2 separate regions of the Sus scrofa genome follow, and region 2 is linked to region 1. The links are chromatin contacts, called in public promoter capture Hi-C maps. All regions are on one chromosome and are shown on one strand. The core of a region is the stretch at or near the end of the contact, and the rest is flanking DNA. Distances in the headings are between cores, read along the strand shown.

The links. Promoter capture Hi-C pulls out the DNA fragments that hold promoters and counts their contacts.
Region 2: a contact with region 1 is called in a promoter capture Hi-C map of skeletal muscle, with 4 times the contacts expected there. The contact joins the promoter of TLE6 here to the promoter of NCLN in region 1. A contact is called at or near these places in 4 of 5 promoter capture datasets (fetal liver, liver and skeletal muscle), 22 of 47 Hi-C or Micro-C datasets (alveolar macrophages, blood, brain and 13 more) and 2 of 2 datasets of contacts at active chromatin or transcription factors (alveolar macrophages and skeletal muscle).

The regions. Positions count from the first base shown.
Region 1 is chr2:75,385,552-75,393,452 of Sscrofa11.1, reverse strand. NCLN (nicalin) reads left to right here and starts at 2,852. Exons shown (of 14, transcript XM_021084134.1): 1 at 2,852-3,220. The coding sequence starts at 3,037.
Region 2 is chr2:75,545,675-75,553,575 of Sscrofa11.1, reverse strand. It overlaps TLE6 (transducin-like enhancer protein 6), which reads left to right and starts at 2,900. Exons shown (of 15, transcript XM_021084155.1): 1 at 2,900-3,019; 2 at 3,610-3,715; 3 at 4,442-4,515; 4 at 5,498-5,543; 5 at 7,067-7,108. The coding sequence starts at 3,647. LOC110259369 (a long non-coding RNA gene) reads right to left here and starts at 2,857. Exons shown (of 5, transcript XR_002341701.1): 1 at 2,629-2,857; 2 at 2,159-2,341; 3 at 228-528.

The DNA of each region.
Region 1 (7,901 bases), core at 1,603-4,102:
ACCTGCATTCTCATGGATGCTAGTCACATTTGTTTCCGCTGAACCACGATGGGAACTCCTGTTGCTACCTTCTGTCTGGGGCCTTTGCACCTGCCTTTGTTGCTCCCACTAGAGTGGTCTGCCTGGCACTTGCCCTGACCATCCTTCAGTTCTCAACTTTAACATCACCTCCTCCAGGAAGTCTCCTTGATTTTTCCTCCTCTCTAGCCCTCTTCTGGGCTCCTACAGCTGCCTGTGCATCCCCATCATAGCTCCAATCACCCCCTGGTCACACATCCACCTTCTCCCCTGGACTTTGGGCTCTGTGAGAGTGGAAATAGTGACAGTGTCTAGGTCAGCACAGGGCCCAGCGGACAGTAGGTGCTCCATGATCTGGGGCTCTGAGAGAACTGGACTCAGCAGCACTCCTTCCACTGAGCCTTGGAAGCCTCTCCCCTTCCTTATTCTCAACCCACCTCCCTGACTGTGGTGGCACTGTCCCCATGAATCCTGACTTCTGCTCGTTAGGTGGCTCAGGTGTCTGTAACTCATTTCCATTCTCCAGCTCTGCCACACACTACAGGCTTCAGTTTCCTCATCTGTAAAATGAGGATATTGATATCCCCTGCCGTCCAGGGATATTGATAAGCAAGGAGTATAAAGGCCCTCAAACTATTATGTGTATGTTTTTAAATGACAAATAACAACAAAGCCTTATATATCACTCAACAATATTCTTGTCACTTTTGTATTAACTCATTTAATTCTTGCAAAACCTCCAGGAGGCAGACATCATCATTAACTTCAGTTTGCAGATGGTGAAACCAATGCCCAGAGAGGTTAGATAACTTACACAAAGTCACACAGCTGGGAAGAGGCAGAGATGGGAGTCAAACCCAGGCAGGTGACTTCTTGATCCCTGCTTGTTACTGCCTCTTTGATGAATGAATGAATGAATAAATACCAGTTCCTTCCCTCTTTGGAAAACTCAGAACAAATGTTCCATTTCATCCTTTGGGCTGTCCTAGGTTTCATATCCACAAAGCAGGATTAATTGAATCTTATTTTACAGACAGAAAAAACCAAGGGTCAGGAGAGGAGGCAGCATGAACAGCTCTCGAGTCGAATTCCTGCTATCTGAGCCAAGTTCAGGCTGTTTTCTTTCTCTAATTCTGGGTGAGTGTGTGTGTGCGTGTGTGTGAGAGACGCATGTGCATGTCTTGCCTGTTCATAGCCTGGAGTGGAAGAATAGGGTTGGATGGAGAAGCAGGTAATAAACATTTGCTGCTGAGGATTATGTGGGCCAGAATGAGTTCTCATCCCTTTCCCAGCCCTACCGGGCCGCTCATTACTCCTGGTGCCTAGGACCTCCCTGGAGAGGCCTCGGGATGGCCAGAAGCAGGGGACATAGCTGGGAGGGCTGGGCTGGTGTGTTGGGGTGTTCATGACTCTTTCATTCACTCACGCAACCACTGTGTGTCAGGCTCTGTTCTGGACACTGGAGTTCCAGCGAAAAATAACCTGGTGCCTGCCCACATAACGGTCACAGTTTGGTAGGGTTGACAAGCCTCAAACTAAGAGATGCCCATCATTTCAGTAAGGAGCTAGCCATGCAGAAAGGTGGGGTGGGGGAGGGGCGTGAGTGTTTCGCAGGGATAGCAGATGCAGCAGCTCTGAGGCTGCACAAGCTTGGTGCTTTCTCCTAATACCAACACTTATTGAGCATTTCACGTCTGCCTTGCTTTTTCCAAGTCGGTTCACGTGGATTATCTTATTGAATCTTTACACACCCCTGGGGAGCCCAAGAAGAGTGTTTGATGATCATATTTGGCAGCTGAGGAAAAAGAGGGTCAGAGAGGTGAAGCAACATGCCCAAGGTCACACAGCCTGGGAAGTGGATGAGCTGGGACTTGAACCCATGCTATTAATCAGCATAACTGCCACTTCTCCCTTGGGTAGGAGGGAGGGCCCAATTCCTTTGGCAACAGTATCAGAGTCTGGGGGCTAGGGCCAGTGTGCTCTGCACCCTGTGGCCTCGGTCTTCCCATCTGTACAAGAGGGTGTGAATTACTAATGCTCTTCAACGCCTCCAGGGACCCTGAGACAATTGGATTCTTAGGGTGCCCAGATAAGAAAATACAAATCTGAGACACCCAGTGAAATTTGAATTTCTAACACTAAACTTTTTTTTTTTTTTAATATGAGAATGTCCCCAATATAAATAAGCATAAGCACAAAATAATTATCTCTCCAATCTTGGCACAACGCCTGGCTCCTGACTACAAGTCCCACAATCCATTGCGACATCCCTTAGGAACCTTCTATCAGGATTTCTTTATTCTATTTCATTCATTTATCCAAAAATTATATAAACCATCCACTGTGTGCTAGACCCTGTGTTACGTTATGAGGTATAAATCAGTGCACAAAGCAGACAAAATTCTTTGTCCTTATGTAGTTTAACATCTATATTCTTTGGGAATTTTAAGTGATTTTTCTCCAACTTCTGTCTAAAAGACTCCAGCTCCCATGACCCCTTGCGCTTGCTCAATTAGACTACAATTCCCAGGAGACCTAGAGTATCACGTTCCACTCCCCCCCGCCCCCCGTCCCCAATTGCTTCCAAACTTACTTCCGGGTCGCGAGGTCACATCCTGCAACACACCCCCTTCCCTCCTCTTTTCCCAAAGTAAAGCAGAATTTCAGTAAGTTCCACTGCTAATAGCATTTTTAAAGTCTCTGTAGCTTCTGGCTTGGAGTTTATGTGAAACTTTAGCCAAACGGTCCCCTTCACCCTTCGCCATCTGGAAGTAACGGAATGGGCCTACGATTCCCAGATGCCTCCGCGCGCGCCTGGAGAACTACAACTTCCAGTCGGCAGGGCGGCGGGCATGTAGCCCTCAGCGGTGCCCTCAGGACCCCGAAGCGGATGCAGGCTGCCCGGCACGGCGCCCGCAGGACCCCGGCGCCTACCCATGCCGAGGTGAGTCCGCGGGAGTCGCCGCTGTCGCCGTCCCGTCCCCGCCGCCGCCCCGCGCGGCCCCGCCGCCGGCCAGGATGTTGGAGGAAGCGGGCGAGGTGCTGGAGAACATGCTGAAGGCGTCGTGCCTGCCACTTGGCTTCATCGTTTTCCTGCCCGCCGTGCTGCTGCTCGTGGCGCCGCCGCTGCCAGCCGCCGACGCGGCGCACGAGTTTACCGTGTACCGCATGCAGCAGTACGACCTGCAGGGACAGCCCTATGGTACGTGGACCCGGGCCCCTCATCTCCCCACGGAGTCCGGCTCTCCTCCTGGGCCCCTGGCCTACCCCGGCTTTGCCTACCCCAACCTGCTTTCCCACTCAGACTCCCCCTTTACTGGGGCCCTGGCCTACTCCAGCCGGGATACCTCTCTCCCTTGGTTTGGTCTCTGCTCTTCGGGCCCTAGGACCCGTCTCTCCCACCTGTCTAGCAGGAGTCCAAGCGCAGACCTCACTTGGTCTCTAGACTCTTACCCAAGACCCCTGGCAAGTCAGAGCCTGAACACCTAGATCCACGCTAGGCCCCCAGCTCTCTCTGCCTAATGCCCCAGGAACCTGCTGCACTGGCACTCCCAGCTCCCCGGCCCCGACAAGGGCTATATGCTCCAGAAGTCAGAGCTCTTACTCTCAGGCCAGGCTCCTCCTGCGTTTGGACTCCTGGGTCCCCTCTCTCTCTGATTCCCACGTGGACCAGAGCTCCAACCTTTGACCTACTTGACTTGGACTGGAGCCTCTCAGCTCGGTTCTGCCAGGCTGAGCTTCCCAACCATCCATAGCCCAGAGCACCCTGGTGCTCTTTGTCCAGTGCCCACATTCTGCCCCCCTTAGGGCTCAAGAGCTCTGATCGCCAACCTCAGCGTGGCCCGGTGTCCAGGTCTCTCTCTCCTAGGCTCTGCTTCCTGGTCGCAGCTTATGTGTCAGGTTCCTCAGAAGGGCTTAGCTAATCCCTCCGCCCCCACCCCCTTTCAGTCCCTTGTGTTTGGGCTCCTGAAATCTCCTAGACCCCATATTTTGTTCTCTCCTTTGGTGCATACCCATCTGTCGGCTTCCTGGGACACTCCCGCTCCTTCCCAGGATTTCAGACGCAGAGGCCTAGATCCTACTCCCCAGCCCTGTTCCCTCATCTCTCAGACCTCGTTGCCCAGCTCATTTTAAATTCCCCTCTCTTTTCCCAGCTTTGCTGTATCTGGTGTTCCAGAACCTTCCGGCCTGGTGTCTTAGGTCCCCACAAGTTAACGCCTGCCCTCCCTATGAGGAAACCCCCTCCCCATTCCTCCTGGTCCTGGTTCATCTCTGAGCCCTGGTTCTATTGGACTTGCCCCTGCAATTGGGACCTTAGGCCCAGCCTGGACCCCCTGCCACTGCCGGGCCCTTGAGGGGCCCCGGTTTCTTGGGACTTTCTCTCAGATCCTTCCCTGTCCCAGAGTTATGTCATTTCTGTTTAGTGCAATGATTGTCAACCTACGGGTCACTGAGTGATGACTGTTGTTGTCATGGAGGGGGGCCTCTGGCATTGAGTGGATGGGGCCAGGAAGGGTGCTCCACCCCACACAGTGCCCAGGATGGCTCCCCCACAGAATGGTCTGGGCTGGAATGTCAGCAGTGCCAAGAGGGGGCTTACAGTGATGGCTCTAGACCCGAGGCCCCAGGCTCCTAACCAGTGGGTTAGAAAGCCAGGAGCCCTAACGTGTGGTCCGTCTGTATGCATTGTTGGCATCCTCCTGAGGAGACAGTGCTGTCACGGCAGTGCTGTCGCAGGTGGCCACTGAAGATGTAGTTCATGCAACGGAGGAAAGGGATCTTCAGCGTTATTTAATTGTAATGAGCTGCTGTCCTGGTCTGGACAATCCTGAAATCCAGCAGGTCCAGATCCTGGAACTCTCCAGGAGGAGTTGCCCGCCGTTCCCTCACCTCATCAATCTGGCCTGCCTGCTGGGTGGCCCACTCTCCCCTCTGCAGATGGGTACTTCAGACTAGTGTCCTCCTTGAGAACCCTCTCTGCTTTCTCCCTGCCCTCCTCCCTCCCCTGTTCTGCCTCTCCTGCTGAGAAGCTGGGGATATGCTGGGGACAGAGGGAGCCCCTGGCTCTGCCGGTGGTGGAAGCTTTGAGAGTTGACCTGCTGGGTCATTGCTGATTGCAGAGTCCCCAGTGTCACCGCGCACACCCTTGCTCCCCGCCCCGCCTCCTGGTGCAACCCTTGCTGGGCCTCCTTTCCCAATTTCCTGTTCGCTCCTGTTGAGAAACAGGCGGGCGGGCTGCTGGGAAGGAGAGGCGTGTGCTCTTTGAGCTGGGGTGTGAGCTGGGCCCTGGGGTGTGACCTCATCCCCCCCCCCCTGCCCCGGACTCTGGCCCTGCTAGGGTGGCCTGCTTGTGCCCATCTCACTTGGTCCACATTGAAACAGGTCCTGGGAGGTGGGGATGTAACCAACCACCTGGGCAGGCTTGTAGGACTGCCTCACTGGGGCTGGGCTCTCTGCCCCGTGTTGTAAATAAAGTTTTATCAGCATGTGGCTATACCCACCAGTTGGTGGCTTCCTGCAGCAAAGGACAAGTGCCACCCACAAGGAGAGAAGACTGGCACTAGGCCATAGATAGAAAAGTTTGCAAACCCCGCTCAGGTCTGATCCTGTTGTGGAAATTGGTAACTTCTGTCCAGGTGTCCAGTGCCCACCCAGACACGAGGGTGACCGAGGCTATGCTGACTCCAGCCTCACCCCAGCAAAGACTGTTTCTGTTCTCGGGGTGCTCACACTCTGGGGACAGTTGGGGAGTTGGCATCCACCTGGCTCTGCTCTCACCTCTTCCCTCCTTCTACTTTCCCTGCAGAAAGTGGGTCACAGTAGGCTTCCCAGGCAGCCCTCTGTGTCCCCACCCTGAGGTGACATCTGAACCTCCCCTGGGAGTCTGCGGCTGGGACAGGTGGGGCACGGGGGAGGGGCTGCCCAGCATTCCCAAAGCTTCAAGGGCTCTTGAAGGTCTTTGCCATCCTCCAGCTCTGAAGGTGGCCCTAGAGCTGAGGAAAGGCCCAGAAGGGGTGGGGAGAGGCATGGAGCCACCAGCCTGAGGCCCACGGCCCAGCTTCACTCCTAGGTCATAGGCCCAAGGCCCTGAGACAGCCCTCCCCATTCCCACCTGGGACACTGTCATTTTTGCATTTCTCCCTGGGAACAGCCCTCAGGATGAGCTGTAGGAAGCTGCCTTTACCCCCATGGTGCATTCCTGGAAAGCAGAGGTGGAGACCTCACTCCTGGCCCTGAGCCTGGCCTGGTGTATCCCTGAGGACTTGGGTGTCACCTTGCCCTGCTGCCTCGACCTCCGAGCAGCACACTCTGACTCCTGTGGGGAAACAGACCCGTTTCTCTGCATTGTTATTCTATTTTTATTTTATTTTATTGGCCTCACACACAGGAAGTTCCCAGGCCAGGGATCAAATCCTCACCACAGCTAAAACCAGAACCACCACGGTGACAACACCAAATCCTTAACCCATTAAGCCATAAGAAAATTCCTCTGCATTGTTCTTTTTTGTTTTTTGGCCGCCCTGGGGCGTATGAGTTTCCCAGCCAGGGATCAGATCTGAGCCACAGTTGCAGTCTACACTGAAAGCTGTGGCAACGCCAGATCCTTTAACCTACTGGGCTGGGCAGGGGATCAAACCTGCGACCTGGTGCTGCAGAGACATAGCCAGTCCCCTTGCACCACAGCAGGGATTCCTGCATTGTTATTTTGACACCCCCTGTGTGGTCTCAGACTGGAGATCCAAAGGACTACATGCAGGCTTCATGTATGATAGGGTTTGTTTCCTTGCTTTGTGCATCCTGGGTCAGCCTGCACACACGAGATGTTTTGGGCTCGCTGTGTGTCTTTGTCACTTGGGCCAGGAGTTGCCAAGCGATGCTGGGTGTAAGCTTCAGTGAATGAGACGCTTGCCCCCTGAAGCCCCAGGCTATTTAGGGGAGTAGATAGCAACTACACCCTCTGAGTGGTGCTCAGGCCCCCACAGACTTGGACAGGGTGATGTTAGAGCCGTGGAGGTGGGGGGTGCCTGGCCAGGAGAGGACCACAACTGAGCTGAGAGGGCAGGACCAGGGCCACCGGCTCGGGTCAGCCAGGGCAGGGTTTGGGTTTTCCTCAGGGCTTTGAGGACTGTGGAGGGCAGTCCTGTAGCCTGGGGGCTCCCTGTGCTGGTGACTGGACCCTGGAATCAGCGCTGGTGGTCTCCCACCAACCTGGGCTGGGCCTGGGGTTCTGTGTCCAAGGAGTTTGGAGGGACCCAGTGGAAGTGATGGGGAAGCAGGACCGTCCAGGATCCAATCCAGTGCTCCTGCTGATGTTCTTGCCTCTGCCTTGTGGGCGGGTGGCTGGGGGGACACTGGCAGCCTCTTCCGGTGGGGTGAGGACACTAAGCCCCCCTCAGCTGTGGTGGGGCCACAAGGGCATGTGGGGAGAGCCCAGCAGGCAGACTACACATCCTCACAGGGTGGCTGGGTGGGCAGAGACAATGTCTTTTGCTTTTTTAGGTCCAGACCTGCAGCATATGGAAGTTCCCAGACTAGGGGCCCTATCTGAGCTGCAGCTGCCAGCCAAGCCACAGCCACAGCCACAGCGGTGTGGGATCCCAGCTGCATCTGTGACCTACACCACAGCTTACAGCAACATGGGATTCTTAACCCACTGAGCGAGGCCAGGGATCACACCTTCGTCTTCATGGACACTCGTCAGCTTTGTCACTGGGAACCATTTGAACCACAGTGGGAACTCCCATGATGTCACTTTCTGAGGGGCGACTGCAGCTGGGGGTGAAGGGAGGGGGTGGGGGTGTTCCAGAGCAGGGACAGCCAGTGGAGCCCTGGTCTAGGAATGGAGGCGCAGATGGGAGGTTGGTCCAAGGGGAGTGACTTGG
Region 2 (7,901 bases), core at 1,651-4,150, 160 kb before region 1:
TCTGCAAACCAAGGCCACCCGCACCACCAAAAACTGGAAGAGCAGGAAGGATGCTCTCCTGAAGAACTTCAGAGGGAGCAGAGCCTTGCTGGCCAAAGCCTTGACTTTGGACTTTGGACTTCCCGCCTCCAGAATGGGAAAGAATACATTTCTGTTGTTTTAAGCTCCCCAGGTTTGTGGTTGTTACAGCAGGCGCCCAGAAGGGAATGCAGGAAAGGAATGCGAACCTCTTTCCACCAGGTGGCAGAAAGCAAACCTCAATCAATGCCGGGTAATTCAATCAATTCACTTTTCCTGGGGCCAGGCTAAGTTCATGTGGTGGCTGGGAGCAGGGCCAGCTGGGGGCCTAGGGTCCTTGGGCAACTCCCAGCCCGGCCAGCATCTCTGGAGGGTCTCTGGCTTGCAGTTTCTTGGTCATTCATCTGTTGCCTGGAAACACACACCCTCTACCTCCAGCCTTTCGGCAGCTTCACCTGCACTGTTGTCACTTGGCTATTGTCTGTGGCCCACGTGGCCCACTGGGAGGTTCTGGGGATGAAAGAGAGAACGTGTATGAGGGGGTGGCATTGAAACCTGTCACTACCTCCCAGCTGTCACCTCTCTGTGGTCACTCCACAGCCCCCTCCCCACCCTGGGCTCTTGAGCCCCCTTCCTGGTCCACACCCAACCCAAGTGATCCTGGGGCCTCTGAGCAGCAGGGTCTGAGGTCTCCGGGGTGGGCCCAGGGGAATGAAAGAGCTTTGGAAATGCAAAGACTTTTTCTCTCCAACTTTCATCCAAACCTTGGATTCCAAGTAAACCACAACAACTCGAGAACCAAGAAAGAAATCTTAGCTTCCTCCTTCCCAAGGAGCTGTGTCATCTGCCCCCTTTCTGAGTGCTCAAGGAGGCTGTGTCCCTGCTGGCCAGGCTGGAGCAAGCAGGGGACAGTGAAAGGAAGAAGCAGAAGGAGCCACATCAGCCAAAATGGCAAATGTGACCCCAACCCCATGCTCAGGGACATCCCACAAGTGGAGACAGAGTAGCTACTCTAAAATGCTTCTGATTTCCAGAGGGACCTAGGATTTTTTTCTTTTTTAAGACCCTCAGGGAGATCCCGCGGTGGCATAGGAGGTTAAGGATTCTCAGCTGAGACTGGGATTTGATCCCTGGCTGGGAACTTCTATATGCCTTGGGTCTGGCCAAAAAAGAACCTCAGATCTGGTTCTGCTCTCACTGGCAATGGGAAGGTAATGGGAAGGTTCTAGATCTGCAGTGGGGATGGTTATCCCTAGCCACATGTGGCTACTGAGCAATTGACATTCTTTGGGCCAGTGTGCCCGAGGAACTGACTTTTAAGTTTTATTTCATTTTAATTCATTTTAATTTAAATAACCACAGGTATCCAGCAGATACCCTAGGAGACAAGACAGCCTCGGATAAACTGGTGTGTCCAGCTGACCAACGACAACCATGGAGAGGAGGGGAGCACACAGGGAGAGGCAATTAGCAGCAGACTGGACCATAAATATAATACACTTCAATTGAGGGCCAGTGGAGGGATCAAGGGCGAAAACCTTTAGTTGCCGCCAATCCGTGGCAGCCCTCACTTTCTTCTCCATAGATAAGCCACAAAACCCAATTTGTGTGTTTACATCATAACCCCTAGGGGCTGCACATCCCAAGATCTGAACCCTCAGTGGCCTATTTCCCTTACACACTCCTCACCCCCCACAAAGCACAAGATGGGGTTGTGGGGGAGATTTCTCCGGTTTGTGTGGATCCCAAGCCAGCATCCTTCCCACCCCCTCCAGGTGCAGGCAGGTATAAGAATCCCCATCAGCATTCTGTGAATTTTGAACACAACAGGGTTTAGGGCCATGGAGATTACAAGATTAGCTCCAATATAAAACAGATTTGGAGAAAAATAAGAAAGGGAGAATGGAGGCCTCCCTAAGGTGGTGACCTCTGACCCAGAGCTGAAGGTGAGGGATCCAGTCAGTGGCAGTCAGGGGAGAGACCCTCTCTGGCCCAGGGGAGAAGAGCCAGTGTAAAGGCTCTGGGGTGGGCACAAACTTGGCGTCTCACCCCAAACTCTGGACTAACGGCTTCACATCTCAGAATCCCTCCACACACCCCACCCCTAAGTCTGACATCACCCCAGGCCTAGAGTACCCACCACTCTTTCTCTCTTGGCCTTGAACCTGAGAGAGCTGAACTAGGCCAATAGTCCCAAGGCCTTTGCAGCTCCAGCTTTTGGTTCTCAGATTCTCAGAGCCTCTGTCCCTGGGCTTGAAGAGCAGCAGGGAAAATTCGCTGATAAAATGCACAGCCCTGGGTTTGGCTCCTGGGAAGCCTGGAACTAAAAAAGTTCAGTTTTTTAATATTGAGGAAAAGGGTCTTAGTGCGTATCTAAGGACTAGAGCGAGACTGCCCTACCTAAGATCCCCCCACTTCCACTCTCAGCGCCCCACCCCACCCCCGCCTCCCAGCCACGAGTCACTCCTGGGTAAGACGAAAAAATTATAAGGCTTCTCACCAAACAAGGCAACTACAAGCCTCCCAGGCCCTCCCCAAGTTCTACCCTCTCAGACCCCCAAACCCCTTGTCCTTCTAAATATCTTTACTCCAGCCTGAACCCCAAACTACCTTGACTCTGCAAGCAACCCTTTCCTGCAGCGGGACCGCGAGGGTTAAGCTGCGGCGCCGGGCGCGCTGATTGACAGTCCGGCCGGCGGCTGGGGAGAGCCGACCAATCAGCGACGGCGACCGAGACCCACGTGGGAAAGCAGCCTAGCCATTGGCCAGCGCCGCCAGCAGCCGCCCGCGGAGCCTGAGCCCACGTGCAGCTGCTCCCTGCTCATTGACCAGCTTCCCGGTTCAGGTGGCTGCGGGCCGGGGCGGGGCTGGGGCGGGCCGGGGTGGGGCCCGATGGGTCAATTGGCCCCGGGGGATGGGAGGAGGCGCTTCCAGTCTGCCTGAACTTGGCCGACCCTCGCGGCATCTTCCTGGCACCTCACGGGCCACGATCTTGAGGGAGGCGAGTAGACCCGCCGGTCTCCTGGAGGACCTCAGGGTCCCTGGGCTGGGGAGGAGGCTGGAGGGATGCTGAGGGGTAGAAGCGAAGTGAAGAAGGGTTAGGCTTGCTGCTACAGGAGTGATTGGAGTAGAGCGAAGTCTCTTTCCTCCTGAGAAATTTCTCCTAATGCACCTGGCCAACTCTTACTCATCCGTCAAAACCCCTTTCCAAATTATGTTCTCCCGTACTTTAAGAAGTTGTCTCAAAACTAAGATTGAGCTTTGGCATCCTTCTCTGGGTTTCCTCCCACCCTGACTGCTCCTGGCGGGGTGTGTAGGTGTTCAGAACCATACCCCCCCCACCACCTCATAAGGTGAGGTCCTAGGGTCCCCATCACTAATTAACACAGCTGGAAGCAACAGCGGGGTAGATGAGTGAATGTAGGATGTAGGGAATGCTGTGGAATACCGCAGGCAGGGAGGGGACTGGGGACTCAGGACTGGGTCCTGGCAGGGGTGGGTGGGAGGCCGAGGGTGGGGTAGAGCTGCTTCTGTCCCTGCCACTGCCCAGCCTTCTGTGTTCATGATCTTCTGTCTTGTTACTTTTATTAGAGTCCCTGGCTAAAGTCTTTGTGACTTCTGCCTGAAGATGACCTCTCGGGGCCATCGCAGCCCCCACGAGCACCTTCAAAAGATGGTGAGGCCTCCAGGAACTTTGGTGAGGAGGGCCTGGCTTGGCATTAGCCCCTGGGGGAGAGGGGGTAAGAGGTTGGGGGCTGGGCTCAAATCTAGTTCTCCTGCTCCTGAGAGAGGAAGAGATGTAGGCCTGTCTTGCCAGGCCTTAAGCTGGGGACACCAACCCATCATGGTTTAAGATATTTATTTATTTAGTCCTTTTAGGGCTGAACCCATGACATATGGAGGTCCCCAGGCTATGGGTCCAATCGGAGCTGCAGCTGCTGGCCTACATTGCAGCCATAGCCACAAAAACACAGGATCCAAGCTGAGTCCGCCACCTACACCTCAGCTCATGGCAATGCCAGATCCTTAACCCACTGAGCAAGGCCAGAGATCGAACCCAAATCCTCACGGATACTAGTCAGATTCCTTTCCTCTGCACCACAATGAGAAATCCTCAGTTAATATTTTATGAACCAAAAAAAAAAAAAAAAAAAAAACCTCCCCCCATTCCTTCCTAAAAGACTATTTCTAAGCTTAGGCCGGGGGCAGGCAAACTTCTCTAAAGGGCCAGAGAGTAAATATTTTCAACTTTAGGCCAAGAAGCAAAATGGAAGATGCCTGTGGGTACTTAAGTAATAAGAGAGCAAGCCAGTTATCTTCAGGTCTCAGGAAGTCCCACCCCTCCCTCCTGGGAACTGATGACCTGATTGCTGGGATACTGGGAGCCTGTGGGTCTTGTTTATCCCTCTTTCAATCTCTCCAGGCTCATCCTGAGGCCAGCCTTCCAGCCCTGAACTACCAGGAGGTTCTGGATCAACTCAAGCAGCAGTTCCCCAGGTGAGGGCCATTCTCGGCAGCTGGAGCCTGGCTGTGGCCCCAAGTCCCACTGAGGAAAAAAATCCCACTTGGTGTCTCATTGGCCTAAAAGTCAGAACAATTAAAAGGAAGGGAGTGGGGGGAGGAAGCATATTGGAGGCCGAAGCAAAAAGGAAGGAAAACCGGTAAAAACCAACCTGGCTTGCATTTAAATGTTTGATTTATTTTGTCATTTAGTGTGAATTTGCTTGCATTCAATTGTATATTTGAAGGAGTTCCCATTGTGGCTCAGCGGTAATGAGCCCGACTGTTATCCATGCGAATGCAGGTTGGATCCCTGGCTTCGCTCAGTGAGTTAAAGATCCTGCATTGCATGAACTGTGGCTCGGATCTGGTGTCGCTGTGGCTGTGGTGTAGGCCAGCAGCTGCAGCTCGGATTCAACCCCTAATCTGGGAAATTCCATGTGCTGTAATGCAGGTGCAGCCCTAAAAAGGAAGGGAAAAAAACAAACAAAATGCATTAAGGAGTTCCCCTGATGGCTCAGCAGTTGAGGATCCAATGTTGTAACCAATGCGGCACTGGTTCGATCCCTGGCCTGGGAACTTCCACATGCCACATGTAGCCAAAAAAAAGAACATGAAAACCAGATTCATCTTGACACTGCCTTCAACGTGGCACCAAAAAAAAAAAAAAAAAAAAAAGGGGGGGGGGAGTTCCTGCTGTGGCGCATCAGGATGGCCAGCATCTTGGGAGCACAGGGACGCAGGTCTGAGCCCCAGCTCAGCACAGTGGTTTAAGGATCCAGCCTTGTCGCAGCTGCAGCTTAGATTTGATCCCTGGCCTGGGGGAACTCCATATGCCCTGGGACAGCCGGAAAAAAAAAAAAAGAAATGGCACCTAGAAGGGACTAGCTCACTTCCTGAAACAGCCCTGCTAGGGGGCTGGGGACAGGGCTCATGCTGGGGAAGGGTTTTGAGGAATCTGGTCTGTCTTTCTTGGCAGGTTCCCCACTCACTTGACATCACAGATGAACAGCGCTTACTACCTGGTGAGCCCCGCCCCTCCGCCCACCCCCATCAGGCAGCTCCTCTCCTGGAAAGGGAAAGGGCTGTTCTGTTTGGCCTCAGGAGTCAGCTTTGGGGACACCTGCTCCTCTACTTTGCTTACTTTAGACAACTGAGGCAACTCACTGAGCCCAAGCTTCCTGTGAGTTTTTCTTAATAAAATATGGAAAACAAGTAATTGCATATTTAAATTAAGGAGATATTTCTTTGGCTCAGTGAGTCAGGAGTATAAGACATGACTGGAGTCCCTGTCCTTCAAAAGTGTATGTCCTAGTGTGTGCTGTCTTCTAGAACTTTCCATGAAGATAGAAATGTTCTCTATCAACAGGGTCCCATATGGCACCCACTAGCCACATGTGGCTCCTAAGCACTGGTAAGGAGCTGAATTTAACTTGATCAAAAGTTAGAGCCACACTTGACTAGTGGCTACTTCACTGGACCAGTCAGCTCTAAAGGAAGGAGAGAAACAGATAAGCAAACAGGGAAATGAGAGTCACAAAATATCAGCATCAAGAAAGCAGAAGGAGATCCCATTCGTGGCTCATTGGTTAATGATTAGTATCCATGAGGATGCGGGTTCAATCCCTGACCTCGCTCAGTGGGTTAAGGATCTGGTGTTGCCGTGAGCTGTGGTGCAGGTCATAGACGTGGCTCAGATCCCACAGATGTGGGATGTGGCCCCAAAAAGACAAAAATACGGAAAAAAAAAAAAAAACACAGAAGGTGAAGGGGTGAAAGTGAGTAAAGATTTTGAGCTAAGGTGGGAGTTCCTGTTGTGGCTCAGCAGGTTACAAACCCAACTGGTATCCAAGAGGATGTGGGTTTGATCCCTGGCCTCACTCAGTGGGCCAAGGATCCTGCATTGCCATGAGCTGTGGTGTAGGTTGCAGACTCAGCTTGGATCCCGCATTGCTGTGGCTGTGGTGTCGGCCAGCAGCTGCAGCTCTGATTGCTTCAGTCCCCAGCCTGGGAACTTCTATATGCCAAAGGTGCGGCCCTAAAAAAAGCAGAAGGAAAAAAAAAAAAAAAGATTTTGAGCTAAGGTAATCAGGAAGGGCCTCTCAAAGGAAGTGATGTTTGTGATGAGACATGGAAGATAAGGAGTTCCTGCCACCCTAGAGAGAACAGGGAAGGTTGTTTCAGGCAGAAGGCGCAGCACACGCAAAGATCCTGGGGCGAGACCAGGCCTGCATTGTTGGAGGAAGAGTGAGTGGCTGGATCAGAGTGAGCAAGAGGGAGGTGGGGAGGGCAGGGAGGGGGTAGGGGTAGGCCATGCCCCCCTTTGACCTTCACTTCATATCTGGAGTGAAAGCCAGGGGTCTCCCTGATTACAGCCCAGTCTGAGTGAGGTAGGCGGTATCCCATTTGATGAGAGTAGGGACAAGAGAGGTAGCACGACTTCCCTAGGGTCACACAGCTGAGGAGAAGCACACACAGCATTCAGTTCTGCACTCTAGCCCATTTGTATCGACCACCTCCCCGTGTGATTGCCATTGCTCCTTTGCAGTTCCAGAAGATCCGGCAGGGGCTCCAGGAACATCACAAGCAGGTGAATGAGGGACCAGGAGCTTGGGATGGGGCTGCCCCTCTTTTGCAAGGCAGGAGAAAGGGGGAGAGAGGGAGGAAGGGAGGGGACAGGGAAGGTTGCAAGGGGCCTTGGGGGCCATGGGAGGACCTGGGCTTTTACCCTGAGGGAGGTGAGAGCCTTGGAGGGCTGGGGACCAAGGGGGCTCTGAGGTGGGCCCGCCCTCCCCCGCATCTCAGGAGTGCATCCCCATTCCCAGTCAGTGCATCCCCCCACTGGTTCTTGCGTGGCTGGACGAGAACAGGGGCCTGTCAGCAGGTTGCGGGTTAGTTGCCTCTGCTAGGAAGGGGCCGTTTGTTATATGCCAGGCTTAGCCGGATGCGGTCTCCATGTGTCTGAGGTTCTCAAGGGCCTGGCTCACACTCGAGGTTGGGTGGGGGAGCAGGCCTGCACGGGGGCCCAGCTCCCAGCACAGGGCGCCTTGCCCAAGCTGAAGCACAGCTTCCACCCCTGCCTGTCCTCCCGCCACCTGGCCCCTTCTCCTGGGTACTGGCGGGACTTTCTGCCTGTGCCAGATGTGACTGGCGGAGGGCCAGGGCCGTGTCTGCGACTTAGCAGGGCCTGGGGTGGGGAGCTCAGGGAACAGAGAAAGACAGATCCAGAGCCTGGGGCGAGGGCGGGGAGGGGGGGTGGCGCTGAGACTGCGGCAGAGTGGGGGGTGGGGAGCAGGAAGCAACCAGAACACGGTTATTCATTCAACAGATATTTATCCATCACCTTCTTGCCAAGTGCTGTTGTAGGCGCCAGGGAAATAGCA